Linked DNA regions of Cricetulus griseus: region 2 is linked to region 1. The links are chromatin contacts, called in public Hi-C maps. All regions are on one chromosome and are shown on one strand. Each heading gives the region's core, a stretch centred on a gene start, on an enhancer-like site or on the middle of the called end of the contact. The rest is flanking DNA. Distances are from core to core; before and after follow the strand shown.

What was found. A called contact is a pair of places that touch in the nucleus more often than the background predicts.
Region 2: a Hi-C map of the CHK-Q cell line shows a contact between it and region 1, with 4 times the contacts expected there. The contact joins the enhancer-like site here to the promoter of Rai1 in region 1. A contact is called at or near these places in 5 of 8 Hi-C or Micro-C datasets (the CHK-Q cell line, the CHL-YN cell line, the CHO-K1 cell line and 2 more).

The regions. Positions count from the first base shown.
Region 1 is chr7:74,230,557-74,236,084 of CriGri-PICRH-1.0, forward strand. It overlaps Rai1 (retinoic acid-induced protein 1), which reads left to right and starts at 1,995. Exons shown (of 5, transcript XM_027427310.2): 1 at 1,995-2,127.
Region 2 is chr7:74,322,176-74,327,316 of CriGri-PICRH-1.0, forward strand. Rai1 (retinoic acid-induced protein 1) reads left to right here. Exons shown (of 5, transcript XM_027427310.2): 2 at 1-1,821. Among named protein-coding and RNA genes, the nearest start is that of Srebf1, 32 kb to the right of the region's middle. Within about 2 kb of position 3,451, at least 1 of the 6 cell types and tissues checked has open chromatin away from gene starts, as enhancers often do.

The DNA.
Region 1 (5,528 bases), core at 745-3,244:
TGGTATTGAATTCCTGGGCTCTGGCAACACTCCAGCCTCAGGTTCTCAAGTAGCTGGATAACAGACCCACTCCTGCTGGTATGAGTCTCTGTTTTCTCTTCTATGCAGCAGCTTGGGGTTGGGTAGCAGTAAGAAAAGGGGTAGACCAGACCCCAGCTCCCAATCCCCAGAGCCTGGGAGTATCTTCATATATAGCAAAAGGGCTGTGTGCTGTAGATGTGTTTAAACTAAAGGTCTTGTTGAAATGAGGGGCTAATTCTAGGTCATCTAGTGGCTGGAGCACAGGCCTGTGTTCTCAGGGGAGAAGGGAGGAAGACCAAGGGAGGAAGTAGGAGCCAGACAACAGAAGCAGTTTTGTTGCTGTTATTTTTTGCCTTTTCTAGCTTCTGGCAGTTACCAACGGGTCCAGCAACTAGGAAATGAAAGGTAGGGAGAGATTACTGCCTAGTGTGTCTGGAAGGACTGCCCACCGTGCTTGGCTTATGGGAATAAAGATGCCAAGCTCAGAAACCAGGTCCCAAGTCACTGTTGAAAGCAGGCTTGAGACAACACAGTGCCCCACCTGCCCTTCTCTGTGCCCAGAGTTTGTGTTTCAGGCCAGTTGGCAGGGAGGGCTGAGGGCAGGTCTTGGCAGGTCACTGTAGATGGAGAACCTTCATAGATGTGGTTTGCTAACAGAGAGGTAGTCAGAATGGACAGGTGGAAAGAGCGAAGTGCCTGCTACAAGACAAAGACACTGCACCTAGCATGGCACCTCATGCCCCAGATGAAGAACCAGGATTGAGAGAGTGACTCACTTGTGCCAAGTCACCTGGGTGACCTTTACCCAGCAAAGGATGGAAGGCCCAGGCTTTGATGAAGGTGCTGGGAGCAGAAACCATGAGGTAGCAATGGCTGTCTGTAAGCATAAATTAGTCATTTACGAATTCATTCAAGATTCTTTTACTTTAAAATCTGTTGATGGCTTACTTCCCACAGCACTAAGAAGGCAGCCAAATTTCCTTCAGGCTCTTTGCAGTCCTACAGGCTCTGGCCTTAGATTGGAATTTAGCATGCCCACTTCTTATCCCATCGGTTATGGCCTCCTTACAATTGCACTTATTCATCAAGACCATTCCTGCCTCAGTACCTTTGCACTTATAGTTTCCTCTCAAAGAATGCTCTTCCACATGCTGCTGGTGCAGGCTCCTTCCTGCTCTTGAGTTATTTGTTCAGGCAGGCCGCTCTCTCGCAGCTAAATCCATCACTACACCTGCCGAATTTCTTCCTAGTATTTATTTCTCTCTAAAATTATCTTCGTTACAGACCTGATCATTGTTGGCTGTGTCTCCCCCACACAATGCCAGCTCCTTGACAAGCAGGGGGCCACATTGCTTCAATAACCAACAAGGTGCCACGTGTGCAGTGAATACATCTCATATCTAACTTGAGGAAATTTGAGACTGACTCTCAAACCAAAGAAACGGCCACAGGTGAGGGAGTGGTGGAATGAAAGTGGAGGTCTGGCCCAAGACTTGAGTCCAAATTCTCTGCGACCAAGTCCTGCTGCCTTCCCAGGCTCTTAGCTGGGCTGCACCTTCAGCCCATCCACCAAGCCCCAGCCCCCAGACGGACATGGGGCGTGCAATGGGGCGCGCGGGCGCCAGGGGGCGCTGTCGGGGCGCGAACGGCCCACCTGGCACCCGAGGCCACGAGCGAGAGCTGCCTGGCCGCCCGGGAACTTTTTTCCTCGCGCTCTCGCTCTCCTGCTCCCCCCGCACGTCGCCCGCCCGCCGCTCTTCCTGTGTGGAGGGGATCGCATTTCTCTCAGGCTCCCGCGGGCACCAGGCAGACCCGGCAGGGTGCGCGGTCAGGGCCCGCTACGCGCGCCGCCGGCTCGGGGCGTCCCGGTGCCGCCCCCGCTCGCGCCTGGGCTCGGACAGGCCGCTCTCAGAGCCAGGCGACGGTGGCGGCGGCGGCGAGGGTAGCTGGCAGCCCTCCGTGTCGCGGTCCGAGGAGGGGGCGCCGAGGCCCACCCTCCTTCCCGCCTGGTCGGCCGCCGCGCCCGACACCCATGGGCGCGCGGGCCTCCGGGCCGCGAAGTCACAGCGCCGGACGCCGGGCCCCGGAGTGAGAGCGGGTGCCGAGGTGAGCGGGGCGCCCGACGCGGGGACAAGGACCTGGCGGGGGGGGGGTGCGGTGCGAGGCTTAGGGACCCAGAGGGCAGGGGTCGGGGCGGGAGCAGGGGGCGAGCGCGAGTGGGGCGCGGACGCGGGGTCGCGCGGCCTGGCTTTGTGTGGCGCCGGTGTGAGGCCGCCGGTGGCCGTGTAGGGGCTGCAGGAGGGTGTTCTGGATTGTCGGTGACCGGCTGGGAACGGGCGCTGGGAGCAGAGGCCCAGTGTCACCAAGTGTGGGGCGGGGACGTGGGGCGGCGCGGCGCGGGCCCGAGGGAGCTTTGTGAATGTGTTCTGGGTGGGGACGGGGAGCTGGCGGCTCGGTGCGTAGCCCGTTCTCGGGTGTCCGGGCTGCGAGGGCCGCTCGTGGCGACACAGGACATGGCACTCGCCGCGTGTCCCCGCCCGGGCCTGTGTGCAGGCCCCGCGTTGAGCAGGAAGCGGTCCCCGCGACCCGGGAGCTCCGTAGCAGCCAGGCCCGGGGCGCACGGGCCTTTCGGGGTGACGCCACCGACTGGAGTCTGGGACACGCAAGCCTGGTGCTCTCCCGAAAGCGGCGAGGCAGCCAGGCCCGCCGGCCCTTTCGAAGCGGGTCCCACGCCTTTGGAGGCAAGGGGACCTGTGTGTGGGGACTTCGGGCCGAGCGCGACAGGGGCGAGGGCTTGGCAGGGCTAGGGGGTGACATTTGGAGCTTTGGTCACAACTGGAGGCCTTCAAGGAGGGCCAGAGGGGAAGCGAAACACAAGGCAGGCTCCAGGTCGCGACGGCCCCCAGCTTCCTGGGGCGCCCGTTTTCCCAGCGACCCGCTCCTCTTGGGGCTCTCAGTCGCTCATTCACACAGCAGGGCGGGAGTGCGGCCAGGAGCTGTGCCTTAGCCCGTAGAACCCTCGACCTGGGGGCTCTGAATGGATTAAACCCAAGCGTAATAACGCTCCTGAGGACTGGGGACCGGAGACTGCTTGGCGAAGCCAGACCGGCGCTTCCCAGCCCACCGCACGCACTCCCGCAGAGCCTGTGTCGCTGTTCTAGCGGGCCCCGCGCCCCCCCCCCCCTTTTCCAACGGCAGTGCTGTGTTGAGAATTCAAGGGCATTACATCTGGTTGCAATCTAGTTTCATGCGGCTGCTGGGCTGTTAAGACCTCGCGCTGACGTCAGAGCAGGGGAATTACTTCTTTTTATTTTATCTTTTTTTAGTTGTCTGCTGCCCCGGGAGGGGAGGCGGGTGGAGAGTGGGGCCAGGCAAGCTGTGATGTGGAGGCGCCAGCGCGATGGGAGCCCAGATCTGGGAGCTCTGCTTCCTATCCTATCCGCCTTCTCCTCCCCCAATCCATTCTCCACACACTCCTCTCAGCTCCAGTCAGGCTCGGGTTGGGGGCAGTGGAGTGGAGGCCCTTCCTGGCTGACTACACAGCTGTTTCCAGAGGTTTCTCTGGGACGTGGCCCTTGGGATCTGGAAGCTGAAGAGTAATATGGTTTCCCACCCCTCCTCCCAACACCCCAGAGGGTATGTGGGGGGCCCAAGAACAAGGCATAGACACAAAGCCTAGTCCCAAGGCAGCCTCTCCAGAAGTCTGACCAGGCTCTGGTCACAGTCATTCCTTGGAGAGGAGCGTGTACGGGGTGATTGAGATTTCAGAAGCCATCTTAGGAGGGAACAAAATTCGACCTTCCCTGACAACCAGGCACCCCTCTGACTTCTGCAGAGGGGCCTCCAGCATCAGAGGTGTCTTTATTCCCACTGGTCCATGAGACCTTTGCATACCTCTATTGTAGGCCCCAAATATAGACCATTGGTTTAAAATGCCCTACCCATGATAAGATCCTGCTATGCGCAAAAACAACAACAAAACAAAATGCCACGTGTAGAGCACTTTTTAGGTCAAAGTATTGTTTCCTACTCACAATGTATAACAAAACAGAAGCTTAGTGAACAACCCTTCTACTGCTTGTGCTAGGCTCTTGACATTTTCAGTTCTAGCCTATTTGATTAGAAAAACGACTGGTTGTAACCCACTAAGTCAGTATTTCACAGCCACCGATGGATCACATCAAATTTGAAAAAAAAAAAAAGGCCTAGGAAATGGATCTGCTATATATTTCCTCAAGAAACAGCAATTGAGACCCTACAATTGCTCAAGTAATATGTAGAGAGGTTTTCACTGTGAAAAATGCAAATAGCAAAAATATATGTAGAGTGAAAGACCCTCAGCTCAGGAGGTCACTGTAAAGTCTGAGTGTATCCTTCGAGCCTCTGCTTCTCAGCATGTGCAATAGGCTATGTACATAGTTTCATTTTTTTCCCACATGAAAACATCCCCAGATTCCTTATTCTACAACCCTTGTTTCCTCTCTGCATGGGAGGGGTGTATCTGCTGGGGGAGTTACCACTCTGGGCCTCAGTGTCTCCATCTGTACAATGGAAATCCCAGTAGAGACTACAGCTGTAGGTATCCATAGTTGGTTAGTTCAGTGATTCTGAGAAAGGCCAGCTGTTGTGTCTTCGCTGCTGCCATGACTGTTCTTCTGTGCACATAGTTGTCCTTTTTTGCTTCAGCCAGCTGCCTAGGCTGTGGTATGTTTGTGGCTCCCAGGGAGGAGGAGCTTTGTGCATTGGTACCAATACCCTCAGACCAGGGTTCTCTTTGGGACAGGCGGTTGATGCCAGGCCCCAGAGAACATGAACTGTCCAAAGACCTACTGTTTTCAAGGCCATGTTAGGGTCTAAGCATAAAACATTCCCCAGAAGGTTACTGCCCAGTGACAGGTGTATGAGAGCCAGGTAACAACCAAGCTCTTCATGGAAGAAGAGATTTTGAGCAGGTGATATACTGGGCATGGGTAGAAGAGAGGGACCATGCCTGCTACTCTTGAGAGACTAGTATTTTGGACACTTGACTCAGGAGAAATGGTGAAGGAGCCATTGTGCCAGGGCTTCCTTGTTGGCCTCCCTGCCACCTCCCAGGTGAGATTGGAGTGATCTTTCCAAACCCCAGAAGCTACCTTGAAGTCTCCTTTTGATTTCTGAACAGAGGCGAACCTGGAGTCCTTCACATGCTCCCAGGGTCCTCTCTGGTGTCCTCTGCTCTGCCCCTGCACACCACCTTCCTTTCAGCTCAGCTGTTTTCATGCCAGCCTCTTGAGTTTGCCTGGGCTGCCCTTTCCACCTGGGTGCCCTTCATCTGCCTCCCAAGACCCAAACAGACATCCTGTCTCCTCCTCCTGACCTCCAAGAGAATGAGTCATCGCTCTTTGTCTGTGTCAGTGGCCCAGCGTGGATTTCTGAATGATAGGTCCTTCTGCCGGTTTCATGAGGCTAGAGAGGCTAGAGCAGCTGAGTCTCAGTGACTCCTTCCAGGGCCCACAGCCAGGGGTGGG
Region 2 (5,141 bases), core at 2,201-4,700, 93 kb after region 1:
ATCCTTCGCAGCAGCAGTGGGAGTGGGGCAGACGGGAGGGAGGAGAGGCCGGAGAGCTCTCCTGGTCTCTTGAGGAGGATGGCCTCACCCCAGAGGGCCAGGCCCAGAGGCAGTGGGGAGCCACCCCCACCCCCATCCCTGGAGCCACCTGCCGTGTGCGTGGGGTTGGCTACACCATCATCCCTGCCCAGTGCTGTGAGGACCAAGGTGCTGCCACCCCGAAAGGGCCGTGGCCTCAAGCTGGAGGCCATAGTGCAGAAGATCACCTCACCTGGTCTCAAAAAACTTGCATGCAGAGTAGCAGGGGCTCCTCCTGGGACACCCCGGAGCCCAGCCCTGCCTGAGAAACGGTCAGGGGGCAGTCCAGCTGGGGCAGAAGAGGGCCTAGGAGGAATGGGCCCTGGGCAGATGCTACCAGCAGCTTCAGGAGCTGACACATTGTGCAGAAATCCAGCCAGCAGGTCCCTAAAAGGCAAACTCTTGAGTAGTAAGAAACTGTCCTCTACTGCTGACTGTCCTAAAGCTGAGGCCTTCATGTCCCCAGAGACTCTGCCATCCCTAGGGACTGCTCGGGCACCGAAGAAAAGGAGCCGGAAAAGCAGGACTGGGGCCTTGGGACCCTCTAAAGGCCCGTTGGAAAAGCGGCCCTGTCCTGGCCAAACTCTGATCCTTGCAACCCATGACAGGGCCAGCAGCACTCAGGGTGGAGGTGAGGACAGCTCCAGTGGAGGAGGCAAGAAGCCAAAGACAGAGGAGCTGGGACTGGCCTCCCAGCCCCCTGAAGGCCGGCCCTGCCAGCCCCAGACAAGGGCACAGAAGCAGCCAGGTCAAGCCAGCTATAGCAGCTATTCAAAGCGGAAGCGCCTCAGCCGTGGCCGGGCTAAGACCACCCATGCTTCACCCTGTAAGGGACGTGCCACCCGGAGACGGCAGCAGCAGGTACTGCCCCTGGATCCTGCAGAGCCTGAAATCCGACTCAAATACATTTCCTCTTGTAAACGGCTGAGGGCAGACAGCCGCACCCCAGCCTTCTCGCCCTTTGTGCGGGTGGAGAAGCGAGACGCATACACCACCATTTGCACTGTTGTCAACTCCCCAGGGGATGAGCCCAAGCCTCACTGGAAGCCATCCTCCTCTGCTGCCTCCTCCTCCTCCTTAGAACCAGCTGGGGCCTCTCTGACCGCGTTCCCTGGAGGCCCTGTGCTGCAGCCCAGGCCCTCCCTGCCCCTCTCCTCCACCATGCATCTGGGGCCTGTGGTATCCAAGGCCCTAAGTACCTCTTGCCTTGTCTGCTGCCTCTGCCAAAACCCGGCCAACTTCAAGGACCTTGGGGACCTCTGTGGCCCCTACTACCCTGAACACTGCCTCCCCAAAAAGAAACCAAAACTCAAGGAGAAGGTGCGGCTGGAGGGCACCTTTGAGGAGGCCTCTCTGCCTCTTGAGAGAACATTGAAAGGCCTGGAATGTGCAGCCAGCACCATCACCACCATCACCACCACCACAACCCTGGGGAGGCTGTCCAGGCCTGATGGCCCAGCTGACCCCGCCAAGCAGGGCTCCCTGCGCACCAGTGCCCGGGGCCTGTCGCGGCGGCTGCAGAGTTGCTATTGCTGTGATGGTCAGGGGGACGGGGGTGAGGAGGTGGCCCCAGCTGACAAGAGCCGTAAACATGAATGCAGCAAAGAGGCCCCTGCAGAGCCTGGTGGGGACACCCAGGAACACTGGGTACATGAGGCCTGTGCTGTGTGGACCAGCGGGGTGTACCTGGTGGCCGGGAAGCTCTTTGGGCTGCAGGAGGCCATGAAGGTAGCTGTGGACATGGTAAGAAGCTAGACCAGCTGGGGTAGGGGATGGGATTTTGAAGTACTGACAGGCTGGCTTTAGTGAGGGTCACTTGGGCCCATAGCCAAAGAGTAGCCAGTCCCTTGAGGGAGTGTGGAGGCAAGTTGAAGTAATCCAGGGGCTACAGCAGGACACGTTTATCCATCCTGCCCCAGGGGATACGCCACAGTTCTATGTTCCGCTGGGCCAGTCTTCTCACATACACTGCCCCAAACCAGAGCTACTGGGTCCTGGCAAGACAGGACCCTTCCTGGGTTGAATGTCAAGATGGCCTGGTCTCCCCTGAACTGGGACTTAGGGGATAGCTCCTAAACAACATGTGGCTAAAGCATGGGACACTGGTTCTGGACAACCCTGGGTTACCTGGCCACAGAAGCCCCGAAGCTCAACCCTCCCGTTCTAAGTCATCCTTTCAGAAAACTTTGGACTGCGCAGGCACAGCCTCTACCCTTGTTCCTTCCTCGCGTGGGCAAGGCCACACAGCACCTAGCCTTGATCTTGAGGGGTCTATCTGGGATCACAGGTCTAGGATGAAGAGAGCATTCTGAGCTCTGGCTGCCTTTAAGGTTCCTCAGACCAAAGGGGACGGACAGAGACAACTCGAGAGGCCATGCTCCCCTGAAGCTTCGGCCCCAGGGCAGCAGAGCCACTTGTGCCCCTGCATTCGTGTCTTGGGCAGCCAGGCTGCAAGGCTCATTCCTCTCTCTGCACTGTCCTTAGTGGGTGTTCGTACCAGCTATCGATTTCCGTCTCCCTCCCCCTCAGTCCACTGTGGGCATCTGAGTTCAGAGGACTCTGACTGCCAGCGAACTCCCTCCTCTTCATACTTCACTGCCCCAGCTCCTCAGAAGCACTCTGTCCAGGCCCCATCCTTGACCTCGGGGACCACTGTGGATGCTGCCCTTGGCTCCAGGCTTCAGGCATCTCCTGCCCATGGTGATGGCTGTAGACTTTCTGGGCCCCATTGTCTGCCCATCATGCTGAGAAGGGCCTGAGACAAGACAGCACAGCTTTCAGTACCTCAGCCAGTTCATGCAGCAGGCAGGCACCAAACCCCCATCTTCCTACTAGCTCCTTTGAACTAAGTCTTCACAGCTACCTTGAAATAGTCTTGTCTCCCGTTCATTAGAAAATAACAAGCTTGGTGGCAGGAGAGATGGCTCAGTGGTTAAGGGAATTGGCTGTTCTTCCAGAGGACCAGGGTTCAATTCCCAGCACCCACATGGCAGCTCACAACTGCCTGTAGCTCCAGTCCCAGGGGATCTGGTATCATTACACAGACATACATGCAGGCAAAACACTAATGCACATAAAAAGAAAAGAAAAGCCTGGAACCTTGATACCTGATACAAGTCCAGAGAGATACCTGATACCCTTCATTACCCAGGGCTTATTTGAGGGGCAGGGCTGAGACTCAGTCATCTGGTCTCCAACCCCCAGCCCTGGGCTCACATAAACAGGCTGCAGCATTGATGAGTGCAGGTAAGGGCCTTCCATGGCCTAGTCTGGCCCTGTGCCTTGGGCCTCCTGTTGGCCATGCTGGTGCACACACAACATCCTGTTGAGCTGAGGAGGGTCATGGGGTCACAACTGGAGCTGGAGCTGCTCACAGGGAAGGCCAGGAGAGGCTCTCATTGGACAAGGATTGGCTGCATATTGAAGTCTCCTCCCTGCTAGAGGTAGGCCTGGCTGGCTCATGACTGGCAGCTGGGGCCTGCTGCAAGGCTGTAACCCCACAGTCGCCCCCCACCCCCATCCCCACCCCCACCCCCGGGCAGAGTACACTGGGGGATAGGCTAGGGGGTTCCAGGTTTCCTGGAACATGACCTGCAGGGTCATAGTTCAGCCCATTGCTTTCTGCTTCAGTGGCTCGTTGGCACTGCTTTCTCCAGGGACCAGCCAGACCCTGGTTCAAATCTAACTTTAGGAAGCCCTGTGTCCAGAATGCCCAGGAAGCCCAGAATGCCAGCTCCCACCCATTGCATTGGCCAGCCTTTGGTCTTCCTATCCTCCACAGTTCCTACTATATTTCAGCCTGTCATGCCCACCTTCCAGGTCTTTAGCCACCCGGGCTGCCCACATCCTCGATCTGTCATCGTGCACACTGTTTCCTGACTAGACAGGGTATTGCATTTCAGGGAACTGGGGCTGATCACACCCTAGGAGACCAGCGGCCTCTGGATGTGGGTGACATGGTTGATCGGCTATGCCCCCCAGCAAGGGAACTGGGGCCAAGAACAAGTCTTCATCCTTCCGTGCCTTAGTCTCTCCATATTTGTAATGAACAGTCTTGCCTCAGGATTGCTTGGGACTATCTACCACAAGGGGGCCATAGTTAGCCTCACAGTACTCCCAAGGGCCACTGTGAGTGAGACTTAGTCTATTTTGGGGTTTCCACTATGCTTCCTCTTCCCTTAGTGGCTTAAGAAGTGGGCCTAGGGCTCTAGGTCCTTGGGAGGCTCATCCAGACACTGCGTGGATGTCTTCCTCTTGCTGACCCACCCCACTGGCTACTCCAGCTACAGAGTGCTTGGGTAGAAACCACCCTACCAGGGTAGCCTGGATCAGCTGTGTTGTGGCTCTGGGTCTACCTGGATCTTTGAGCTGATGGGTTGTTCCCAGCTCTCTTTTCTCTGACCTTGGGAAGACGGTGCTATGCTGGGACTAGCAGCAATGCCTGGCACCAAATGCACTGTTAACTAAAGTGCTTGGCCTCTGAGCCTTCTGTGTCCTCTGCTTCCCTCCTACCTCGTTGTCCATCATGACAGGCTTGGGAGCAGGAGTGGCCTAGGACCCATCTATATCCCTCCCTATTCCAAGGTTTGGCGTCACTCATCCCTTAGCCTTCTCATCATTGTCCTGTCCTAGCCAGGTCACAGCCTCTGAGCCCAGAAAAAGTCATTATGGAGAGGGGCTGGACATATTCTGGGGGGCATCAGATTCACATGAGATCAGCCTCTTGGGGGTCATATGTCAACTCTTCCCCCCAGCTCATTTCTGTGCATCTGCTGCTGCCATTGGGTAGAGAGCGTGCTTCTCCCTCACATGGAAGGGGCCTGTCTCACCATCTGGAAAGTGGAGGGCAGTGAAAGCCACTCCCCCTTGCTGCTGCTAGAAGGAGCCAGTGGATGAGGACACACCAGAGCCAGCATGTAAGCAGCACCTGACAGATGGTGGCTGCCAGCCATGGTCACTGTGGTGACTAGCACCACTAGCCCAAGAGGGTCCCCACCCAGTGTGCCAGCCCAGGAGGTGGCAGAGGGCCAACACTCGAGGGCATTCCCCTCCCTGTTGCATCG